Linked DNA regions of Mus musculus: region 1 is linked to region 2. A link is a contact called in public ChIA-PET data. All regions are on one chromosome and are shown on one strand. Each heading gives the region's core, a stretch centred on a gene start, on an enhancer-like site or on the middle of the called end of the contact. The rest is flanking DNA. Distances are from core to core; before and after follow the strand shown.

Region 1 (5,907 bases), core at 1,525-4,024, 170 kb before region 2:
GAGAGATGTGGATTTAGAGGGCAATTTCCCACTCTGTCCATTTTGAAGAATAGTAGTAGCAGGAGTAGGCTTACTACTGGATGCACTAGGCTCCCTGACTGTATGTTCTTGGTTAGATACTACAGGTCTGTACTAGACATAGGTTTCCTTCTATAGGGTAGGCCTTACATCCAACCAGAAAACAGTTGCTAATCTCCATAACATCTGCGCCGCTACTGCACAAACAGGCACAGGCTGATACACCTGAGTCATTTCTGTAGTCCGTAGGGTTTCCAGCTGGGGAAGTCTGTTGATAACTACCCACCCTGCACACACACCAGCTTGCAGGCCCCTTCCCATGCTATGAGAGGACCTTAGGGGAGAAGCCTCCTTGTTGGTACCAACTTGACTTCTCCATGGCCTGTGTCAAATGGGAATGATGTCTTCAGCAACCAAGAAACAGTGACAACAACCTGTGCTGTTGGGGGTGGGTGTCCAGGACACCTCTGACCAACAGCTCATTACTGTTTTCATCTTTTATGTGTTGACTGCCACCCACAGCTGACATCATTCCTAACCAGCACACGGCCTCTAACACCTTCCCATTACATCAATCTTTCGCCTTGTTTTGATCACAACCTCCCTGCGGCCATCCCACGAATACACATCCTTGTAGCCTGTCACCCACAGCCTGCCATCATCATGGAGGAACAGCCCATCATAAGTCCCCTCTCTAGGTCCTGCACTCTTCCATAAACAAATGGACACTGGAGAGTAACGCTGTCCTTGAACACAACTCTCCTTATAATTTCCTTTGTCAAAAAGACCTTGATGTGATTGTAGTTGCAACCAAAGAGGGAGCTAGAGAAATTCACAGAGCAGACATCAGCATCCCCGTGACAATATGCAGAGAACAAGTGCTTGCATGGAATGGGCCACTGCACACACAGTGATATGGCCACACAACAGTAACCCAAAGGTACTAGAATATAATCTGTGCTATCTGAGTGTGGAGATGTATGCCTGTAAACCTAGCACTCAAGAGGTTGAGGTAGGAGAACCAAGAGTCCAAATTAATCCTTGGCTATGTGGCAAGGTTCAGAACAGCCAAGGGGTGTGTGGGATTCTGTCCCAAAACCAAACAGAAAAGTCTTGGTAACATATAATCTTCTATGAACATGGGCTGTTCACTGTTTAGATATTGGATGGAAACTAAAGACTGATTCCAGAAATGAAGCCCCACAGTGGTTGTTTCAGAACAGCGAGGTTTTAGGGAATTTCATTCTCCTTTTTTGTTCTGTTCTGAATTTTTTAATGTTACCTATAAACACACATCACCATTAAAATAAAATTAAATCTCTCTCTTGCTTTCTCTCTCTGTCTCTCTGTCTCTGTCTCTGTGTGCCTCTGTGTGTTGCATTCATGTGTGCATGTATGTGTGTATATGTGTGTGCATATGTGTGTGTGTGTGTGTGTGTGAGCGCACACGGGCATGCTTGTAGGTTTGTATGTGCATTTCTTTGGAACAGGAAGTTAACACTAGCATTGTTCTGCACGAGCTTTAGACCCAGTCCTTTTGAACCACGTTATCTCACTGGGGCCTAGAGCTTGCTCAGGGGTCTGGGTTGGGTGACCAGGCTCCCAAAGCTGCTCGTGTCTCTGTCTTCCCTGATGCTGGGATTACACCAGCCCCCCCCCCCAGCCAGCTTTGCATGTGGGTGATGATGATGGGAACTGGTCCTTGTGTTTGTGTGATGATGCTCAATGGACAGAGCTTCCTCCCAAGAGCTATATGGTCTTAAATCCTAACAGTTCTTTGAGGCTCAGCTTGACCTGCTCAGAATGCGTTCTGTACATTTCCCTGCAGGATCCTCTCCATCTGCTTTTAACTTGTTTGCAGAATGTTCCCCTCTTAGCACGCATGTCATGCATGGGCTTGAATTAGACCCATCAGGATAGTGTGACTTTTACTCCATGCCACCCTTGCTCTGTACTTAGAATGCATCCCATCATCTTTGTGTTTCCTGTGAGGAGCCACCAAATGCCCCCTCCAGAGTGGCAGGAGGTTTAGCTGGCATGTGTCTCTCCAGGTGGTCCATACAATGTGTGTTCAGATTAAGGGTATTGAAATCTCAAGAGATTGATTTGCCAAGGAAAGCACTTCCTCCAGTCAATTTAACACTTGTTTACTGAACTAGCCTACTTGGTGAGTTTCAGGCCAATGAAAGATTTTGTCTAAAAATCAATGTGGAGGATGCCTAAGAAATATCAGACAAGGCTGTCTTTCTGGCCTGTGTACATAACCAGATAGCCTAGGATGGCAGTGTCCCATAGAACTTTTCTCAGTAGCTCAGCCACACATAGAGAGCCAACCACACATCCTATTCTGTTATTCATCTTTCCCTGGAAACACTACATGGGTCTTCCCCTCTCTGAACAACTCACTTTTCAGAAGTAGGGGCAGCTAGCACTGGCCTAATGCTCAGGGCTGGGCTCACACCGGTCTGAGGCTATGTCAGCGCAGGCCTATAAATCACTCTCAGTTCTTGCCTCTTTCCTGTTGTGCTGACAGCATCAGGAAGCTGCTGTGCGGGCTATAGCCCACACTAACAACTGGCAGATAGCGCTGAGCTGAAGGAAGAAACATGTCGAAAGCCCCATTCAAGGCAAGTTGTTAGCAAGTGTGAACAATGCTCAGAATAACAGGGCTTTTCCCAGAGGCCCCCTGCAAGAGCCTGGCTGCTCACATCTGTCCCAGGCCACCAGAGTCTTATCTTGCCGGTACCATGTGCTCCCACTTATCTGCCGGCAGCCGGACCCCACTGATGTCAGCACACAGGCCAGCTTGCAGCGCTGGCCACCTAATGAAGATCAGGTGGTGGGAACGATGCGTTCTCTCTTTCGCTTGCTCTCAGATGGTTCGTGTGTTTCGACAGCAGACGGGAAAGTGTATTTCTAAGACCATGGTGTGCATGTTCATACTCAGAGGCTGAGTCTTCTCACAGCCTTGTCAGGGCTTGTTTGTAGCTGTTATCGATGTCGAGTTACCAAGGGTCCCCTGAGTGTCAGAATCTTGAATTATCCAAATAAGTCCCTCCCAAAGGTCTTCCTCTCAGTACTCTGAGAACCCTTTGTGCTTTTGATCAAACTGTAGATGGTGACGGAGCTGGCATTGCGGGACCAGGCATAATTGAACTTGTAGAATTAGGTAGAAGGACTGGTGTTGACCTCAGGAAACTGCTCACTATGCATATACATACACACATATAGACACATGGAGACACACACAAACTACACACATATACACAAATGGAGACCCACACAAACATATGCACAAACATAAATACACACTTTACTGTTAGCATTTGCATACAGAGTCTCTCTCTCTCTCTCTCTCTCTCACACACACACACACAAATACACACGATGGAAAGACATGTTTAGAAAGATAGAAGGCCAGGTACCATGTGTAATGACATTGTTCTCACCATGAAGCCACAAATGACGGGGTTTGTACTGAGCATCTCCTAGTAATAGGATCATGACCTTGACCCAGAGCTACCCCTACACAAAATCAGTCAAGTGTGTGTAACTTAATGGTGGCCAGCATCTAGAGCGTATGAGGAAGTATGGGTTCAAAGGAAGATCCCCTCTCTCTTAAGATGTTGCTGCATAAGCAATTTTGAACCTTGGCAACTTAAGAGCTCTACCATCAAAGGCCTAGAGAGAGATGACGCCCATTGGTGACCAGTTATCTCTGTTGTGCATAGCTCCTGGGCTAATTTTTATATTGCTCATGTGCATACTTGTACTCCTCACTTAAAATCAGGCTCAATGGGTTCAGGTCAATAGAGAAACATTCTTCACTGTGCCCAAAACATATAATATGGAGCTCAGGACATTATAGATGGCTGATGTCCATTGAGCATACGGTGACAACTACCACCCAGTATTCCTCTTCCTGATTATTCTCAGAACAGAATTTGATTTTCTATTTCAGATTGAAATGCAGTTTCCTGGAGATCATGCACATTGTGTGAATATAGTGTGCAAATGATATTAATCAAATAATAGTAAGAAATGGATAATATTCCATACAATGATAATGAACTTTGTTAGAAATAGAAGATTTTAAAACATTCAGAACTGAAGAAGAAAGAGTAAATATGATCAAGATTTTTTTTCCTCCAAACTGTGAAATAAATAAGTATCAGGAAAATTTCTTCAGAACTGTAGAAATTAGTGTCTAAGGCCAAGTGAGTCAGTCAAGGGTAATCTGCAAGGAGCCCAGAATTGATGCCGGTGTTCACACACCACAGCATTAAGCACAGAATATAATCAAACAACAGAATATTTTGGTTCAGAAAGGTCACCAACACTAATCACCTTCACCAGAGTTTAAGTCAGTAAAGTATAGCAGAAGCTTGTTCGAAAGAAATGGCTGGAGCAGTCAAAGCCAAGGATAAAGAAGGTAATGGTGACTCTTATGGTAGAGTGGAGCAGAGAAGAACATGGAACATTGAAAGCCTGGGATCGGGGAGAGGACATGCTGAAAACCACCCATACACACGAGGAAGCAGTGATGTGTTCCAGGCACAGATCAAACAGATGTTGGGAGAGGCTGTGTGACAGCAAGGAGGCCATGGGGACAGCCACTGGAGATTAGCTTCAGCCTGAAGAGGAGGCCATGGGGACTGGAGGAGGCTATATACCAGCTTCTTTGGATCTCCTCTAACCAATAAATAGCAGGAGCTGTGTAGAGTCAGGGGCAGGTAGATCTGGCATCTGCCACAGATAATGGTGTAGAGACTAGAGGAGTTTGTGGCCAGCTTTGAAGAAGTCAGAGTAGTAAAATTTCAAAGAATGGTAGAATGCAAGGCCAGAAGATGAAAGACCAGGTCTCCTCCAGAGGAGCTCTGCAATAGTAAGATCCAGACTCAGAAGGAGAGATGGAAGGATGTAAAGAGGGGACCAAAGATGAAATTCTCTGGTAATGCCAGATGTAAAAACACTGTTCTGAGAAGTAAAAATAAACACAAAGGAAAATGGGCATAAAGTTGAGAGCATTGTTCTTGGAGGGCCTGCAGAATCTGTTAAAGCCAAAAAAGGATGAGAGAAGGGATAAAGACAGGATAGAGGCTCTGGAAGGGAGGGGGATACAGAGTGAAGTCTTAGCAGCTTGTCTCGGTCGGATTAGTTTTTTGCCTACTGCCCTCTCTATGTAGTGAGCGGGCTCCGAGATATGATCCTGTTCTCAAGATGCTCACAGACCAGATAGGGAAAGTGGGCAAAGCACATTACACAGTTATGTGTCTGGATAGTAAGCTTCCATAATGCCATGGGTCTTGAAAGATTAGAGTGCAACATTTTAGAAATATCACATGAGAAACCCTCCCAAAGAAAATTACACAGGGGTCTTAGATTAAGAGACACACTCGTCTAGTGGAAAGCATAGAAGTGGGGGTGAGGACAATCGGCTCCTTCAGTACTTTTGGGCATACGAGCAGGAGAATTCAAGCTCAGGTCCTCAGCACCCTCTTAGAATCTTTTGCAGCTACAGGTGCTGGCCTGGACTCATAACCTTGGGGCTGGAGATGCACAGGCAGATGCCTGGCACACATTGACCAGTCAGCCTAGCCTAATCATGTGGTCTGGGCTCAGTGAGGGACTCTGTCTCTGAGCAACAACAAAAAAGAAAAAAGAAAAAGCTACTAAGAAGACATGTGACCTTGAACTCCACACACACCACAGAAGTCCAGCAGGGGAGCATTGGGGACATTACCTATGAAAAGAATATGTTTCTCTGGTCAAGGTTTTGGGCTTGAGAAATATTTCTAAGCAGGACAGGAAGTAGATATGGGACAGGAAGTGGAGTGGGTCTATAAACCTCAAGACACCACCCCACAGTGACCCACTTCCTCCAGCTAG
Region 2 (6,482 bases), core at 3,142-5,641:
CAGTGAGTGGAACTTACAATCTCAGCTACACAAAGAACCTGGCTGCTGGTAGACACTCACACCCAGGACAGAACCTTAGCAAGCCGTGTTTAGATGGGGAGCCTCCCGTTGTCCTCTGCACAGCCTGGGTGATTTTTCCCCCTCTAGACCACAGAGTATATTGGGTAACAGTGGGTTATTCCATGCTTCTTGAATGTTCCAAGCCTGAACAGCCACAAAAATTTGAGCCCATACGTCACCCCATTGAGAGCCCCGGAAAGAACATATGGGTTAGATTTTTAGACAACACTCCATGTAAAGGGGGTTTCTTTTTATAGAGGCATATTTTTAGTTTCTCCCGAGCTAAATTCTGAGCCGAATTGAATCCATACAGCACTCTGTTCCAAACAAGAGCTGAAACACAACTTTGTGTCAGAGTAATACATTGTTAACTGATATGTCAGAAAATCAATTAATTACTTTTAAGAAGCAGTTAAGAGAAGCCCTACAATGCTGCCACTTGAATTATTAAAGAATGCAATGTAAAGGGTCCCCATGCCTGCCCCCCAATTGAAAGCTGATGTTAGAGGGTACTAAAAAATGCCCATGCTCTCATGGGTCCCCATGGAAAATAGTATAAAGTCAAATGACAAACAGAGTAATAATAATAATAACAATAATAATAGCAGTAGTAGTAACAGAGAGGTGACAGGCCTTAGGAATCAAGTGTCTGATGGAAGCAGGGATGGGGTCAGCTCTGCTCAGCGTTGTCCCCAGCTAGGCTTCTCCCATCTTGGATTGCAAGGATCCCAGCTCATCACCAGGCAATCTGCTCCCCCAACAATGCTTTCTTTCCTTTGTGATTGAGTAGCCTGCCTCAGAGCCCTGCAGGTCTGTTCCTTTTCAGGGCAGTACTCTACTCAGTGAAGTGTCCTGGTAAGACTCACTGCTGTGGTGTGAGCATGAAGCATCAGTGACCATGTGGTTCAAGGACAAGCCCACCCAGGTCCCAGGATTGGTCAGGAGGGTGACATCTCAGTGGACAGTGTCCAGAGCCTTCCCAGTGTTGCAGTGAGCTCCGTGGTCACTCTTACATGATTACAGAGCCCTGTGGGAAGTGAGTTTTACTCTGTCAGAGCCAGTGATAGAGAGGACCCGGGATGAAACCCCGATGGTAGAAAGGAAGTACCGCCCTCACAACCTGGTTTGTATCAACGTGGACTACTTAGCTTTGCTCCAGTCACTACACGCATGTTCTATATGTACAGAAAGAAGTTTGACCTGGAGTTTCAAGACTTGCTTCAAAGCCAGGCAGTGATAGCGCACACCTTTAATCCCAGCACTTGGGAAGCAGAGGCAGGTGGATTTCGGAGTTCAAGGCTAGCCTGGTCTACGAAGTGAGTTCCAGGACAGCCAGGGTTCTTGCTTATAACACAGCTTCCTCAAATACAGAGAAGCCATCTCTACCGAACTCTCTCCGCGAGCCCCAGAGACAAGCAGAGCGCAGTAGTGAGATGCCATCCTCACTCTGTGCCTGCGCTTTTTGTTTTGCCAGAAATGTTTACCAAAGAGAAAGCCCATGAGTTCCTATACGCAGGGCAGGGGTGTGATGAGGAGGCTACCACTGGCCACTTGTGGTTACCACTGTGCCCAAAACACCAATGTGGTCTCAGGAGTTCCTCAGATTGCTGACCTCCTAACCTCCAAAGCCCTGGAGGTCCCGAGGGAGACGGGACACAGGGAGAGTCCCGTGTGGGTCTGTTGTCCTACACTGAGAGTGGAGTTAGCATCGAGACAGACAGAGACTAGGTTTGGTTTTTGATTTGGTTTCCTTTAACGACTAAACACCTAGAGATAGCCATCCCTTCAGTCTGAGGTCTGCATCAGACAAGGACTCATAACGAGATGGTAGGAAAGAGTCCAGTGAACGACTTGATACCAGGCATAAGAAGGGAGATTGCTTCAGCTCTTACTTCCCTAGATAACAACTGGGAGGTTGAGGGATGTGTCCCTGGCTCAGGGAGAGATGCTAAAAGGTTCCAAGGAAGGAGGAGATTTCAGTATCTGGGGGCAGAATAAGCAACGTGGCGCGGTAAGCTGAGCAGTGGTATTTAGGCCATGCAGTGGCTGGGCTAACTTCCCACAGGGCCTGGGATTCTCTGAGCCCCGGAACACTCTGTCTGGAGGAGAGACCGGGTCCGATTTCCTTTACTCTGACTCTTTGACTGCAGGGAGGCTGGAGCAGAAGCTGTCGGGTGATCAGGCAGCCGCTCCAGAATGAGATAATGGAGACAGTAGTCCCATGGAGCTGCTGGGAAGAGCTGTACCTCCTTCCTCCCAACCAGAGCCCCCAACACTGAGCCAGTGGCAGGCCATTCCTCTCTCCACACACAGGTCCAGTCTTGCCAGGTACAGCATGGCTCCTTCTCTATGTCTCATGGATGCAGGATTCCTAGAACTGTCAGAGGTCTAGTCTACATTCTCCAGCGATAGACACTGCAGGGACTCTTGTTAATACCCCTGCTTCTTACACCGTCCAGCAACTGCATGTGGGTGTTATTGTAAACAACAACGTTAGCCACTCAGTATACACAGGCCCCGCTCCACCACGGGAGCTCATAAGCTTGGATCTAGACATAATCTACCTGATCCCTTACTGACAGTCCCTACTGTCCCCAAAGAGTTTTTATTAAAGACTTCTTGTGCCCTTGCGACAGACCTTGTACTGAAAAATCATGCTGTCTCTACTTTAAACATCAGTGTGAACCATAGCAGTCAGCCAGGGTGTAGTGTGGTGGCAAGACACCCTGGACAGGTCTGGCCAGGGATTGAGGACAGTGGCCACCCAACAGGCAGTGCCCAGACTGTACAGTGTTGCAACAGCCTCTCCCTCTTCCCCTCCCCCTCCCCCTCCCTCTTCCCCTCCCCCTCCCCCTCCTCCTCCTCCTCCCCCTCATCCTCCCTCTCCCCCTCCCCCTCCTCCTCCCTCTCCCTCTCCCTCTTCTCCTCCTCCCCCTCCACCTCTCCCCTCTCTTCTTTCTCTCTCTCTCATCCTCTGTGCATGTGTGTGTGCCTCTGTGTGTGTGTGTGTGTGTGTGTGTGTGTGTGATGAGGAGGAGGGGGAATAAGGAGAAGAGGAAAGCGGGGGGGGGGGGACATAATGGCAGAGATCATTTGATGAAAGGCCTCATCTCAGTCTCATTATCAGGCTGCCTTTTCCATAGCTGCCAATGGTGAGTAATCGTACCTCTCAGAAGGACAGCCTGCTGAGAGATTGGAGGACAAGAGATTGGAGGACAAACCCAAGGAAGAACGGGGACTCTGGGGCAGGGACTCCCTTCTGAAATTCCCTCCAGGTCTGTAACTAGAGCTTTCCCTTTCTTCTTCTTCCCTCCCCTCCCTCTCCTTCCCCCTCCCTCTCATCTCCTTCCTTCCCCTCTTTTCCCCTTCTCTCTCCTCCTTCCTCCCATACCTCTCTCTGATATTGGGAGCATCGCAGGGGCCTCTGTGCCAGCATAGGGAGGGGCCTCATCCTCTTCATCTGTCCCCACCTCCCCGCCTTTCTATATTGATTTGCAGAGTAGAATTTGATAAAAGAATGAGAGAGAGACGGAGAGACAGAAAGAAACAGAGACAAAGAGAGATGAGAGAGAGGGGGAGAAAAGTAGACAAAAAAAGAAGGAACAAGACAAAAAAAACGAAGGAACAAGATTCTAAAGGTGTCTGGAACCTTTCAAAAGCCTCGTGCTGTTTGCCTGTTAAGAAGATACAAGTAACACAAGCCAGCATGAATCCCATTCAAGGGCTGATACTTGGTTTCAGAGAGTCCTGATCTAAATGAGGTCAAAGTGGGTCTTATGCAGGGCCTGTCATTCTGTGCACACTGCGAGTCAGGCTGAGCTCAACCACCTGCTCTGGGGCCTTGAGAAAGATCCAAGGCAAGGTGTCCAGGAAAACAAAATGCATAAGATGTCTACATAGAGCAATCTACTGCCCCAGATAAGAAACATCTTCCTCTGTTTTCATGTGCCCGTGTGCATGTGCAAACACACATGCCTGTGCTCATGTGTGTACACGTACACACACAAGCACGCACAAACACAAGCCCATGCACACAAACACACACACCCAAAAGACCTGCTCTAGCAGAGAGATCCGTGGCTCGGTTCCTCTTTCTTTAGAATTCCAGATAAGCCTTTACATCTCCTCAATCATTGCTCCCATTTGATAAATTCGCCAAAGTTCAAAGGCTGAGTGTGACTGGGGGCATTTGGAGAGGAATGATAAAACTGTGTCTGATAAACACAAAAAGCTTCATCAATATAGATCTACAAATTGGGAGCGTGGGGCTCCCTCAGGCAGTGAAGCTGTTATCTCCAGGGCGAGCCCCAGAAGATAGCTGAGGGAGCGGGAGGCATTATCTGCCTTCACAAGAGGAGCAGCACCTCCCCCACTGCTGTCTGCAAAGCCCAGGAAACACCTTGCAGGGGGTTGATGCAAGACTGCCATCCCCGCCCCAGCGACAGTTGGAATAGTGTTGTAACACAACATTGAGCAACACCTCCGCTGTAGCAGCCACTCTGTCCTAAGACACTTCTCCTGAGGAAAGACAAAGATATTTCGGGTGTCGTTGTTGTTGTTGTTGTTGTTGTTGTTGTCGCCTTTGTTTCAGCTTAGGTCATTAAAGAAAAAAAATCCCCCCTTCCACCCTGCTACTTAAAAAATAAATGTCCCTGAAGTTGGACATTTTGTCCAGGAAGATGGCCTCTTTGTTCCTCAGTCCAACGTGGCCTCGTTGAGTAAGTCTTCCTTTTTTGCTTTTAACTATTAAAGTCAAGAAATAAGAAAAAAAAATCAAGAAATAAAAAAATCAAGGAAAAAAAAAAACTCAGTTAGATCCTGAGAGACTGTTAATGCCAGCCCCTTTCCATCTCACTGTACCATAGCTTGAGAATTCCAGAGAAATCTTCATTTGTGTTTTTCCAGAGATCAGGTTGTCGGTTCCTGGGACTTTTGGGAACTGGATTTAAACTTGTGGATTGCTCTCGGGAAAGGACTTTGAAAGAGAAGAGACCCACTGGAGCTTTCCAGGAGTAATTTCTAAATTTCTTCTAGAGAAAATTTCACAAGACCCTCCTGATTTTAGGGAAGTTACAAAATGGCCAATGGAAGAGGCACAGGGCTAGAGCGGAGGGTGAGACAGCCTTCTCAGAGGGAGGGTCCCAGGCCTGCGAGATGGGCAAGCTGAGAGAAGTCAGCTTGTTTCTAGGAGCCCACTTGCTCTCTGAAAAGTACACAAATTATAGTACGTGTCTGTCTGGAGGAAAATGCTTAGCAGCATCTACCACAGAAAGGTAGCCACTGGAGCAACCCTGTTCTCTCACTTACTTCAGAATTGTCCTTTTGTGAGTGACCAGCTCCAGCATCTCGGAGTGCTCCAGCATCTCAGAGTTCTCCAGCATCTCAGAGTTCTCCAGCATCTCAGAGTGCTCCTACATCTCAGAGTACTCCAGTATCTCAGGGAACTCCAGCATCTCAGAGTATTCCTGCATCTCAGAATGCTCCAGCATCTCAGAGTGCTCCAGCATCTCAGAGTGCTCCAGCATCTCAGAGTGCTCCAGCATCTCAGAGTGCTCCTGCATCTCAGAGTGCTCCTGCATCTCAGAGTGCTCCAGCATCTCAGAGTGCTCCAGCATCTCAGAGTGCTCCAGCATCTCAGAGTGCTCCTGCATCTCAGGGTACTCCTGCATCTCAGAGTATTCCTGCATCTCAGAGTGCTCCAGCATCTCAGAGTGCTCCAGCATCTCAGAGTGCTCCAGCATCTCAGAGTGCTCCAGCATCTCAGAGTGCTCCAGCATCTCAGAGTGCTCCTGCATCTCAGGGTACTCCTGCATCTCAGAGTATTCCTGCATCTCAGAGTGCTCCTGCATCTCAGAGTGCTCCAGCATCTCAGAGTGCTCCTGCATCTCAGAGTGCTCCAGCATCTCAGAGTGCTCCTGCATCTCAGGGTACTCCTGCATCTCAAGCTGCTCCAGCAGTTCCAACTCAGTCTGGTCTTCTTTGTACTGTGTTGAGAGCAGCATGGTTTCAGACTTGGCAATGGAGGAAAGAGGGACACAGAGAAGGAAGGGAGTCTGCAGTCACACGCAGTGTGACCACACTTAGCCATGGAACTCATGTGACAGACTGTGTTCTCAGACGGACTTCCCTCTGGGTCAGAAGGTTTCAGACGTCTTTGTAGCCAGCAGCCAGAAGGCCTTTGCCATGGTTTGATCTTTGGGAAAGCAAGCGTTGCTCCCTGGGTGGCATTAGACCATTGCCTGGTGTTTTGTCTATCCTTCGCTTCTTCTTTACCAATGGAGTCTGCCCTGTGGCAGAAAACCTGAGGCTGTTTTTAAATTTTGAAGTCTCCCTCTTCTCCCTGACCCTGAACTTTGGAGGCCTGAACTATGCTGGATCCCTTGCCCTCTCCTGAGCCTCCAAAGGTTACACTTGGAAGTCCT

What was found. ChIA-PET counts read pairs in DNA pulled down with a chosen protein or histone mark.
Region 1: a contact with region 2 is called in an SMC1A ChIA-PET map of the G1E-ER4 cell line, with 8 read pairs. The contact joins two enhancer-like sites. A contact is called at or near these places in 1 of 39 promoter capture datasets (the 3T3-L1 cell line), 1 of 15 datasets of contacts at CTCF or cohesin (the G1E-ER4 cell line), 9 of 484 Hi-C or Micro-C datasets (the G1E-ER4 cell line, the HL-1 cell line, erythroblasts and 4 more) and 2 of 115 datasets of contacts at active chromatin or transcription factors (the HPC-7 cell line and fetal liver).

The regions. Positions count from the first base shown.
Region 1 is chr16:92,880,803-92,886,709 of GRCm38.p6, reverse strand. No RefSeq gene overlaps it. Among named protein-coding and RNA genes, the nearest start is that of Runx1, 58 kb to the right of the region's middle. Within about 2 kb of position 2,774, at least 61 of the 459 cell types and tissues checked have an H3K27ac peak or open chromatin away from gene starts, as enhancers often do. A contact at or near this core is called in the G1E-ER4 cell line, the HPC-7 cell line, erythroblasts and 1 more, where this site is marked.
Region 2 is chr16:92,713,665-92,720,146 of GRCm38.p6, reverse strand. The region is part of intron 2 of Runx1 (runt related transcription factor 1); the gene reads left to right. Among named protein-coding and RNA genes, the nearest start is that of Gm30281, 45 kb to the left of the region's middle. Within about 2 kb of position 4,391, at least 92 of the 459 cell types and tissues checked have an H3K27ac peak or open chromatin away from gene starts, as enhancers often do. A contact at or near this core is called in the G1E-ER4 cell line, the HPC-7 cell line, erythroblasts and 1 more, where this site is marked.